Regions from separate parts of the Sus scrofa genome. Here region 1 is linked to region 2. Evidence: chromatin contacts called from public HiChIP or PLAC-seq data. All regions are on one chromosome and are shown on one strand. Each heading gives the region's core, a stretch centred on a gene start, on an enhancer-like site or on the middle of the called end of the contact. The rest is flanking DNA. Distances are from core to core; before and after follow the strand shown. Region 1 has its middle 170 kb from the start of FBXO11. Region 2 has its middle 73 kb from the start of FOXN2.

Evidence for each region. HiChIP or PLAC-seq counts read pairs in DNA pulled down with a chosen protein or histone mark.
Region 1: an H3K27ac HiChIP or PLAC-seq map of alveolar macrophages shows a contact between it and region 2. The contact joins two enhancer-like sites. A contact is called at or near these places in 5 of 47 Hi-C or Micro-C datasets (embryonic fibroblasts, fetal skeletal muscle, liver and 2 more) and 2 of 2 datasets of contacts at active chromatin or transcription factors (alveolar macrophages and skeletal muscle).

What each region holds. Positions count from the first base shown.
Region 1 is chr3:92,523,216-92,528,924 of Sscrofa11.1, forward strand. No RefSeq gene overlaps it. Among named protein-coding and RNA genes, the nearest start is that of FBXO11, 170 kb to the right of the region's middle. Within about 2 kb of position 2,271, at least 59 of the 83 cell types and tissues checked have an H3K27ac peak or open chromatin away from gene starts, as enhancers often do. A contact at or near this core is called in alveolar macrophages, where this site is marked.
Region 2 is chr3:92,407,248-92,413,383 of Sscrofa11.1, forward strand. No RefSeq gene overlaps it. Among named protein-coding and RNA genes, the nearest start is that of FOXN2, 73 kb to the left of the region's middle. Within about 2 kb of position 3,039, at least 1 of the 83 cell types and tissues checked has an H3K27ac peak or open chromatin away from gene starts, as enhancers often do. A contact at or near this core is called in alveolar macrophages, where this site is marked.

The sequences.
Region 1 (5,709 bases), core at 1,021-3,520, 120 kb after region 2:
AACCCACAACCTCATGGTTCCTAGTCAGACTTGTTTCCACTGAGCCATGACAGGAACTCCAGTAGTTCTACTTTATAGTAAAAAATCAATTCTTAGAAGCTTAAGTGTTATGAGTCAGGGTCCAGTCATGAAAATAGAAAGCACATTAGGTCCTTCAACAGAGAATTTATTGTAGGGGTTTGGGTACTAGCATTTGTGTACTTGAATTGCTCACAGCAGCTTGTGAAGTTTAGAGGTGCTATGTTGGTAGGTGAAAACTGTATGTGGTGAATGATTTACATTACAAAAATCGACACATATTCAAATCAGTTTTCTTTTTGTTTTCCTGGATTAACCAGCACATCACTGGTTAGAGGTACTGGAGGACCGGGGGAAAAAAGAGAACATTGAGGTAACACAAAGATAGTAACTGGAGAAAGCAGTTGTTACACCAGGACCAGGGAAAGAAAAGAAAGAGCTGGGGTTATGAAGACCTAGATCAGAGAAGGGACCCCCAGGCTGACCCCCTATAATTTATACAGTTGAGGGGCATAATGACACTGCATTGGGGTGCTGAAGGAACCTGGAGGCCAGAATTTCCACTGTTGCTGGGGTGAGGCTGATAGGGATAGCAAGCCAGCAAAAAGAAGTGTGTCCTTCCTCCTTCTTCTGCTTTGAGGTTCTCTCCAGCACCCCTATTAGCAGAGCTTATTAACAGGGAACAGCAGCAGAAGAGAAACATGGTTTGTAGATTCTTGAGCCTCAGCATTTTAAAGCCACATGTAGAAGATGAGTTGGGGTGAGAAACAATAATTTAAAAACTAGCACATAGGTGTTTCTGTTGTGGCGCAGCAGAATCAAATCTGACTAGTATCCATGAGAATTCAGGTTCGATCCCTGGCCTTGATCAGTGGGTTAAGGATCCTGCGTTGCTGTGAGAAGTGGTGTAGGTCACAGACATGGCTCCAATCCTCTGTTGCTATGGCTGTAGTGTAGGCTAGGAGTTGTAGCTTGGATTCGACCCCTAGCCTGGGAACCTCCATGTGTCATGAGTGTGGCCCTTAAAAAAAAAAAAAAAAAAAAAAAAAAAGTAGTACATTAAAGGACACACCAAAGATCAAAAGATCACATAGTCTGTGTCATCTGCCTTGTCCCCTGCAATATTTCAGTGCCTAGGCAAGTTCTTGGTATATAACATGCACTCAGTAAACAATTGTGGAAGGGAAGAAAGAAGGCAGGCCAAGCTAACCCAGTTCTCCAGCACACATTCAAAGGCAAGAGGAGTCTAAAATATCCTTGGTCTTCCCCACCCCACCCACAGTGTGTAAGTACAATCATAGCACCAAGTATGTCTTTCTTTATACTTGACCCAGCTGTCTCCCAGTGGTGCAGTGAGAGCTACCTAAGGAGGTACTTTGGTGCTTTGGAGAAATGTAGATCTGGATTCAGCTCCCTGCTTGACTATTTAAGAGTTGTGTGGCCTTGGGCAAATTACTCATCTCTAAGCCTTTGATTTCTCCATGGTAAAAGGAGATAATGATAGTGTGTAAGGCTTTGAAATGGTAATCAATCATTTGTGGTACATGTTCAGACAATGCTCACTCTTACTATTACTCCCAATCCACAGCCCAGAAGGGTGGGCAGATAAGTAGCTAACCGAGGGGAGGCTGGGGCAGTTGACACCTGCTGTTCTGAGTTTCCCTTGCCTGCTCCCTAGTGCTGGCCAAAGACCCTGGCTGGAGAAGCAGGGAATCAGCCCTGGGCTGCCACGGTAAGGCCAAGGGTTAGAAGATGGAGGCCTGGCTAACCAGGCCCAGGCTCTGCTCAACCCAGGAGGGTTCCAAACACCACATTTGGAACTTCACCCTGTGACTTAGAGGTGGGAATCTATGTATTTCCTAATAACTCTGTTTCAAAGCAAGTTTACTTCTGACTGAGACAAACGTGGGTGTGGTGGGTTCCTTGTATTCAAAACGAAACAAAAGAAAAGAAAACAAAGAGCACCCCCTCCCCCAAGCCCGGAAGGCCTGTAGACCTTTTCCCAGGCAAAATGTGCGAAAAGAGGAGGGAGCGCCTTTGTGGGTGCTGTCCTGATTTAGAGCTTAGGAGCACAGCCCTCTCCAGCCCTCCTCAAGTCTGAGGTTCCAAGCTGTTAAAAGCACTGGGGTCCCAGGGGCGGGGTGGATGAGATTTGTTCAGCCCATCCCCAGTCTCAGCGGCTTGCTCAGCCGGTCCCACGCAGGGGAGGACCAGAGCACCGCTGGGTTGGACGCACCCCACCCGGGGAAGCACCCGCTCTCCCTGCCGGAATCCCTGGAATGTCGCCGGTCCAGGAAGTGTCTATCCGGGCTCTATGCAGAGGGAGGGGTTAAAACCTGGAATTTCTCGGGGTGCTTTTGCACATATTCCCCTCAAGCTTTTCAGCCCCATGAAGTTGAAGCTCACGGGGGTGAGAAGGAAGCCGCCTACTTCTTCCCCTGGCCGACTTTGTCTCAGGAAGGTTCGCAATCCCAGCTCTGTGAGTATCCAAACGATCCCTTCTTTGTGTCTGAGGGAGGAAGTCCTTCCAGTCTGGAAACCCACGTGGCCAGCTCAGGCAGGTGTTTCCAGCTGGATTGTCGCCATCTTGTGGCAGGATTGGGTGGCCACACTGGGCGACTGGCTAGGGCTAGCCTGCTGGCAACTTTCTTGGATCCCCAAAGTACCTTTCCTTCTTTCCCCTGACCAGCTAGGAATGGAAATTTTTAAATCGTGTTCCCTGGGCATAGGAGTTGAACTCAGAGGCATCTGCCCCCTCCTCGGCTAATTGCATGCATGCCTCTTCCTAAAGACAGCCAACAGTTAGTTGGAGAGACCAGCCTTATTAAGGAGCTCTTCTTCCTCCTGAGGCACCAAAACCAACCTGAATGAGGTGCCAAACCCCAACCAATTTCCCATGATACAAACTAATGATTAAGAAGACAGTCTTGTTCCTACTAGTTAGTAATGTTATTATGCTTGATGAGTATTATTAAAGGACCCCTGTTATTAAAGACTCCCTGTTATTATTGTATTATTACTTAGCATTTATAATGTATTTTGTATTTTCAAAACACACGGACTATTATCTCCTTGGGCTTTTTTCAAACACTCCAGAGAAGCAGGCAGGTGGCAGCTTCGTTTTTATAAAATAGGGAAACTGAGGCACTGTAATTAGTGCTGAATTCATGGATTGATGAGTCACTGAACAGTAGTCATTTCTTCCTGGATGATTACTGCCTTACTCCAAAGTGTTTTAGATACCAGTAAATGTTGAATAGACACCCTACCTTGGGAAACTAGTTTCACTCACTTTTACAACCCATTGTAATTACATTAGAAACCCAGTCCTAGAAGTTTTAAAACTTACAAGTCATTTACTCATTGTATTGAGCATATGGGTGATGTTAATTGCATTTTATTTTATTTTTACAAGTTAAACACAACCCATTAAAAAAAAACAGATGTTACAATCGGTAAACCAGATGTATCTTGATTTGGAGAATAAACTGGTTTTCATGACATTTGTTCATCATGAAAATACCCATTCATTAGATATAACAAGAATAAAAAAAGATAATAAAAAACCCACCATCTTCTTTTAAAGTCTATCAGAACAAGAAAAATTATTTTTTGCTTTCAGACTTTGTTTTCTCTTTTCAAAAAAGTTTTCAGTCCTATCGGTAGGTGCACTCATATTGCCACAGAACATTACATTTCTTCAGTAATTTTTTTTCTCTCTAAAAGCAACCACAAAATAAATAACTTATTTTGCTGTATGCTCTGCTCATAGAAAGAAAGTAGTCACATTATGTGCTCCCCTCTTCCTACCCACCCCCCCAAAAAGAAAAACATCCTGTCATTATGGAAGTCTCCAGTGGAAAGCCTTGGGCTTCAGTTCTGAGCTGGGTCAGGGTTGAGGCAAAGGAGAGATTGAGAGGCTTGTCCTATCTTTAGTTGCCCAGTTGGCCTAGCCCCCAGCAAAGCTACAAAGTTAAGGAAGTTTGTCTTTGGAACCTTCCCATACAAACTTAAGTGTTCTCTATTTAACCAGCTCTCACCCAAAATAATAAATTTCTAAATGTACATTTTTTTTTAAAGAAGCTAAGTGGCTTGTTTGCTGGTTGGGGGAGGACCAGGCTTTCCAACCTTCCCCTGTATTCATTCAACTCATTTATTCACTCGAAAGGAATGTATTTATAAATTGTATGAACAAATAGCTATTCATGATAGCCTTATAATAAGCAAGGCACTTATTCATTATTCCTATCAGCAACCCTTCGAAGCATAATTCCTGTAAAAGGTGAGGAAACTGAAGTTCAAAAAAGCTCTTATAACCTGCTCATAGTCACATAGCTAGAGGGAGAGCAAAAGGAACATAAGTTTGCAGCTTTTGTGCACTCAAATATGAAGCTACCTTCTCCTTCTGGATTCCTTCAGGTAAGATAACAAGACTGAGGAGTGTGATAGGTAAATAAGAAATAGGTTAAAAATAATGCAGAGTGACAAAACATTCCCAGTCAGTAAGAAATGGGTCCTGTGTGTGCACCCAACATTTACTATGTCTATAGACTGGACTCCTGCAGGGCCAGCCCTGCTCAGTTGGCCAGTCAGCCTCATCTATTTGCCTCTGTCTTAGGGCTGCTGGTCAAGGTGGGATAGGGTGATGGGTTGATGAAGAAGCACATGACTCCCCAGACTCTTTCAGACTCCTTCAAGTTCCATCCAATGGGGAAGAGGATTCTTCTTGAAAATCCCAGCCTTTGCTGGGTACAAAGAGGTTCCCAAGCCCTAAGCAGTCTTAGTTGGAAAACAAAAATGTAGACTTTACTAGTGTGGTAAATGAAAATATTACAGGTGGTACAGTGTGTACCCTGAATTAGAAAAGATGACATAACAATGGAAGAGATGATTTCCACTCAATTGTGAGAGTTAAGCAGTTGATAGGAAATCGATAGGCAATATAGAGCAATATTTGAGTGTACTTCTCTGGAGTCAGGCTGCCTGGATGGAAATCCTACTTCATCACTCTTTAGCTTTATGAACTTGGGCCAGTAATTTGGCCTGTGTGTGCCTCAGTTTCTTCATCTGTAAAATGGGAGTGATTATAGTACCTGCCTAAGATTGATATGAACACTATATGAGGTAATATATGTGCTTAGAGTAGTGTCTGGTTCATAGTAAACTCACTGCAAATGTTAGTGTTTATTATCATATGATGGAAGGAAACTTTTCAATCAAACTTATCTGGGCTCCTTTCCCTGCTGGGTAGTCCTGGATAAATTACCCAACTCCTTGAGTTTCAGTATCCTCACTATAAAATAGGGTAGTAACACCATCTTGCAGGGGCATTGTGAGGATTGAGCTAATGTGCATGAAAATACTCATCACGGTTTTGGTAACATAGTAATAGCTCAATAAATTCCAGTTTCTTCCTTTCTTTAATTTAACCTTAATGAACTTTTGGGGGTATGTTTAGTGGTAGCAAAAGAATGGAAAAAATGAAAATATATGTAGTCTACACATATGTTCCATAAACTATATAAATTAAAATATCTTTTCTGTTAAAAAGGTAACTCTGTTGCTTATAGGGGTATCATGGTACCCACACACAAAAATTGCAGCCAAGTGGGCCTGTTCCTCAGGAAAACTGTGAGGCACGTTAACAGCCAGTCTATGCTCCCTTTTCTGGGCAATGTTTTGGTGGGGTTC
Region 2 (6,136 bases), core at 1,789-4,288:
GTTAAGGATTCGGCATTGCTGTGAGCTGTGGTGTAGGTCACAGACATGGCTTGGATCCTGTGTTACTGTGGCTGTGGTGTTGGCTGGCAGCTGTAGCTCTGATTTGACCTCTAGCCTAGGAACTTCCATATACTGCGGTGCAGCCCTAAAAAGCAAAAAAAAAAAAAAAAAAAAAAAAAAAAAGAAGTCACAGTCTCTGTGTACCCTAATCTTGGATGTGACATCCCATTATTTTTGCTGTACCCGTACTTCTCACTTCCTGATCCAAAGCTCCTCTGAACACCATAGCAGGGGTATGCCCAAAGGAACCCCTTGGCATGCACCTGCAACCCTTTACTTCATGTACACCCGTGGGTTCATTATAGCCGATTTTTTACTTGTATAGTGAATTTTGGTAAATATTTTTACCAAATTTATGCACATATTTAGATTGCTAGACACCCACCTCCCATAATTCTAGAGACCTCTGCATACCTGTACACTTTTATGCCAGTCATCCTCTAGGATTTTGTTTTGTATATCTTTTTTTCAGACATGATCTCCTTAGCTATTTATATTTAGTTCATCCCTTGGTTTTTTTTTTTTTTTTTTTTTGCTTTTTAGGGCTGCACCCCAGGCATATGGAAGTTCTCAGACAGGGGTCCAATCAGAGCTATATAAGAAGATTCATGTCAAAGTTTTCTTTTAGTAATGATATTTCTTGGTATATAGTTTGTTTCACAGATGTTTAGATTTATATTTCTTAGTGAAATATGATACATTCTTCTGGTAGATACTGCCAGTTTTCATCTGAATTCTCCTCTTTGTTAACATAATTCTGATTTTGTTTAGGGTAGCCGTGTACTTCACCAAATATTCAAGAGTAGTCCAGTTCCGGCTAATGAGTCATAAGTGGGAACTGTTAGGTGAGGCTTCTGGGAAAACTTTTTAAAAGAAGGCAAACTAAGTTGACATTTAATCTTTACCCTTTGACCTTTATGTTCTTTCGGCCTGTCACATTGGTGCAGTGTTGCAGAGGGAATTTCCATGTACTATCTTGCAACCATGAAGACACAAGGGTGTAGAAGAAAGCCCATGGTCAAGATGGCTAAGAGCAGCTCATCCTATAAGCACTGTGGGGCCAACTAGCTTTGGAGTAATTGGATTTGGACTTCCTGATTCATGAGGAAAACAAACCCCTTGCTCTTTAAGCTGCTATTGTTTGACATTTCTCACTGTTAAACGTGTCCAAATTTGTTTCTAATATAATCCTCTGAATCCTTTTATTTGAGATTTTCTCAAGATTTTCTTTCACATTTCCTACAGTTATGGTGGTACTTTCTATTTTTAAGAAGTACAGATTTACCTGCAGATATATCATATATTAAACTAATCCAGTAAGAAAAGAATATAATTTATTACAACAATTACCTAGTATTTTACAATTTTTAAGCTGAAAAAACTTTAGCAGTCACCTAGTTACTGAATATTTTATCCCTACCTGAAAAATTTATATGATTTGTAAGCTTATTTGCTTATTTTTATATGTATACTTTATTGAATAGAGTACCAGAAGGAAACGGACAGTGTCATATTCCTCACTATATTGTCATAAGCTAAAATAATGTCACCACATGATAGGCAAATGATAAATATTAAATCAATGAATGAATGTAGTTATCTAAATTCATCTAACGAGGAAACTGAATCTTAGAGAGATTATTGTTTATCCAGAACCACAATTTTTTTTTTTTTTCCTTTTTAGGACTGTATCTGTGGCACATGGAAATTCCCAGGCTAGGGGTCAAATTGAAGCTGCAGCAACATCAGATCCAAGCTGCATCTGTGACCTACATACACTGTTGCTTGCAGCAACGATAGATCCTTAACTCCCTGAGTGAGGCCAGGGATCAGACTTGCATCCTCATCAATACCAGCCAGGTTCTTAACCTGCTGAGCCACGACATGAACTCCAGCTCTACAAATTTATTCAATCATTTGTCGCTTGTAAAAATGGTCATTTCAACTTAAAAGTTGCAGAATGGAGATAGAATCAGTCTTCTGATTGTTGACCCAGTACTCTTTTCATTGCATTATATTGACTACTGGTTATAATACACATGCAAAATTATTCTTCATTAAAAAATAATTTATCATATATTACAGCTTTTATTCCTATATATTTAAAATAGGATCCAGCTAATAAAAATGTCACTTATAGTCAACATTCCAGGAAAAGAAATTAAAATTACATGAGGAAGGAGTTCCCATCATGGCTCAGTGGTTAACGATCCAACCATGAGGTTGCGGGTTCAATCCCTGGCCTTGCTCAGTGGGTCAGGGATCCGGTGTTGCCGGGAGCTGTGGTGTAGGTTGCAGAGGCGGCTCAGATCCCGCGTTGCTGTGGCTCTGGCGTAGGCCGGTGGCTACAGCTCCGATTAGACCTCTAGCCTGGGAACGTCCATATCCCGCGGGTGTGACCCTAGAGAAGAAAAAAAGAAAAAAAATTATCTGAGGAAGAGTTAGGTAGTCAGTATGTGTCATTACACTCAATCCTCACATTAGTTCCATTTCACAGATGATAAAACCAAATGTCAGCTGGGCAAGTAGGCCAGCCTGAGGTTTCCAAGCTACAAAGTAGTGAATTGGATTTGAGGCTGAGTATGTCTCATTCTAAAGCCTTCCTGGTGAATCAAATGCTGTTTTACAGATTATTATCTGTAAAGCACTTGATAGATGTAAATTATTGAATTACCTACATCTTCCATTTGATTGACTTTATCATCCTCAGAAGCATAGTGATATTTGTATGTCAGAAAGAACATTCCTGCTATCTTTAAAATGGATCCCCATTTTTAACTATAGACAGATGCTACTTGTTAGACAATTTTCAAAGTTAGACCATGAAACATTATGGGGCATACATTTGAAATTTTTCTCCAGTTCTTGTTCATGCATCAAATCTCCAGTTTCTTGACCACATAAGATTTGTACAGTCTGTACACTCGGGTTAGTTAACTAGTGGCTTAGAAAAAAGGAGAAGTGTGAATTCAGAAAAGCAGCTGCTTCTAAATGAGATGATATCAGACAGTCTCAGAATAAACTTGGTCCAAGATTGCTTATTCTCCTGTGAGTTGATTGGTAGTTCTTGAAACTTCCTTGTTTTGCAATGATTATATTAAATCACCTATTTCTGTAAGGATAGACTCTCAAAGTTTTAAATCTATTTGTGGAAAACAGCCTTTTTCTCAAATGGAATCTTATGTGAAACATTAATATGTAAATCAGATAAGATAAAAAAAAAACGGTGAGGTCTGAAATGGGAGCCCAGAGGCACATCAGTTCTACTCCAGCTTGGGCCTAGAAAGGAGCATTGCCAAGCCCCTCTGCAAAATGCCCGTGTAAGACCTCCAAGGTCCCTTGCAAGTTGAAAATTCTTTGAACCAATGGCTCTGTTGAGTATTCATCGGTTTTCTTATTGCCATGAAAACCAGTTGTATTCAACAAGGGCAAAATAACAATAACAGTCTTTCTGTGGGAACATCTGGTCTGAAAATTAGAACACTTTAGTTCTAATCCCAACTCTATCACTGCTTAAGTTTGTTACCTTGGATGCTATTGCCCGTCTATAAAATGAGGATTAAAAACATTTTCTGCTTACTTTAAGATACATTTTCTTTAACAAAAAATAAGAGTACAATTATAAGGTATTGCCTTCAGGAAGATATATGACAAGAGGTGTGGATATTGACTTTTTATTCCAAAGTCATTACTATATAGTTACTACCTCTGTTTGTAATTATAATAAAATCAAAAGCTTGAAATATAAGTTCTATTAGTGCCTGGCATATGGGTAAGTATTCATTTTCATTTGTGCATAGTTACAAATGTTTTTCAGAAGAGAGTGGGAGAATTCCATTGTCTAAAAGTAATAAATAAAAATAAAATAAAAATAAATTTAAAATTTGTTTTTTACGGAGTTGATATAGTTAATTAATTCATGATCCCTACTAAAATATAGAAACTAAGAAATTTCACCATTTATACCTATAATAAATAATATTTGTTGAAGATCTTTCAAGACATGCATTATGCATCTGAGATAATAGACAGATATTAACTTAACCAGGTATAGTAAATAGAGATAAAGTGAAAAAGAGACTGATTGATAGACAAAAATGGAAATCATATACTACATGCTATTTTAAAATAGAAAAATAATAGCTTTGTTCTTTAATGGAATTAAAGGAAACTGAAGTGAAACTGTAAGAACTGCTGAACTTTAGACAATGTTTCTTCACTGTAAAAGTTATTTGTTCCTAAATTTTTTTTTTTTTGTCTTTTCTACGGCTGCACCCTTGGCATTTGAAAGTTCCCAGGCTAGGGGTCGAATCAGAGCTGTAGCCTCCAGCCTACACCACAGCCACAGCAACGTGGGATCCAAGCCCCCTCTGCAACCTACACCACAGCTCACGGCAACGCCAGATCCTTAACCCACTGACCAAGGCCAGGGATCCAACCTGCAACCTCATTGTTCCTAGTCGGGTTCGTTAACCACTGAGCCATGGCGGGAACTCCCCAAATTTTTTAATATATACATTTATTTATTTTTTTGCTTTTTAGGGCCACACCCATGGCATATGGAAGTTCCCAGGCTAGAGGTTGAATCATAGCTACAGCTGCCCGCCTACACCATAGCCATAGCAACGTGGGATCAGAGCCACATCTTCAACCTACACCACAGCTCACGAACTGAGGGAGGCCAGGGATTGAACCTGCATCCTCATGGATCCTAGTTGGGTTCATTAACAGCTGAGTTATGAAGGGAACTCCCTCAATTTTTTTTAAAGTTATGAAAAACGCTAAGGTTGAAATCATAGGTTTTTGTTTTTGTTTTTGTTTTTAATTCTCTTCTAGACTGTATCTATGGATCAAGGAGTACACAACATTTCTCCTTACATTTCGTTAGATAAAACTTAACTACATGACTATGAGATAGAGTCTTTTAGCTGATGGCAATTGTTTAGTTTAAAACCTGGGTTCTTGGTATTAGGAAGGCAGAAAATGGGTATAGAAAAATAACCAGCAATTTTTGCCTGTCACACCTGGATATAGAATTTGGAGTTATGCTTTCATGCTCTCGAAACTGTGTATTCATGGGAGTTCCTGTTGTGGATCAGTGGTTAACAAATCCGGCTAGGAACCATGAGGTTGCGTGTTGGATCCCTGACCTCGCTCAGTGGGTTAAAGATCTGGCGTTGCTGTGAGCTGTGGTGTAGGTCACAGACGCAGCTCAGATCCCACATTGCTGTGGCTCTGGCGAAGGCTGGAGGCTACAGCTCTGATTCGACCCCTAGCCTGGGAACTTTCATATGCCACAGGAGCGGCCCTAGAAAAGGCAAAAAGACCAAAAAAAAGAAACTGTGTATTCATAAAATTCTCATTGTGACTCAGTGGGTTAAGAACCTGACTAGTATCCATGAGGATATGGGTTCAATCCCTTGCCTCACCCAGTGGGTTAAGGGTCCAACGTTTGTGTGAGCTGTGGTGTAGGTCACAAATGCAGCTTGGATCTGGTATTGCTGTGGCTATGGTGTAGAACAGCAGCTGTAGCTCTGATTCAACCCCTAGCCAGGGAATTTCCAGACTGTTGTAAGTGCGGACTTAAAAAGCAAAAAAAAAAAAAAAAAAAAAAAAAAAAAAAAAAATCCCTCAAACTGTGTAGTCATGCACTGTTATCTTCAATCACTTGAATATCACTGTGGAGATGTCTGGAATCAAACTAATTCCTTCCTCCTTGTAAATAACCTGTCTTTTCTGCTTGGATTCTTATATGATTAGTTCTTTATCCTTGAACATATGCGGTTCTGCTGGATATACCTTGGATTCATCTTTCTATATAATTTTCTCCCAAATACATGGTGTATCTTTTTTTGCTTTTGTTTTTGTTTTTGGCTACACCTGTAGCATGTGGAAGTTCCCTGGAACCTGCACCATAGCAGCGACCCAAGCCACTGCAGTGACAACACAGGATCCTTAATATACTACACCACAAGAGAACTCCCTATGGTGTATTTTTTTTTTTTTAATCTGCAGATTAAAGTCTTTAGTTCAGGAAACATTTTTTTCTGTTACAACTTTAAATATTATTTCTATC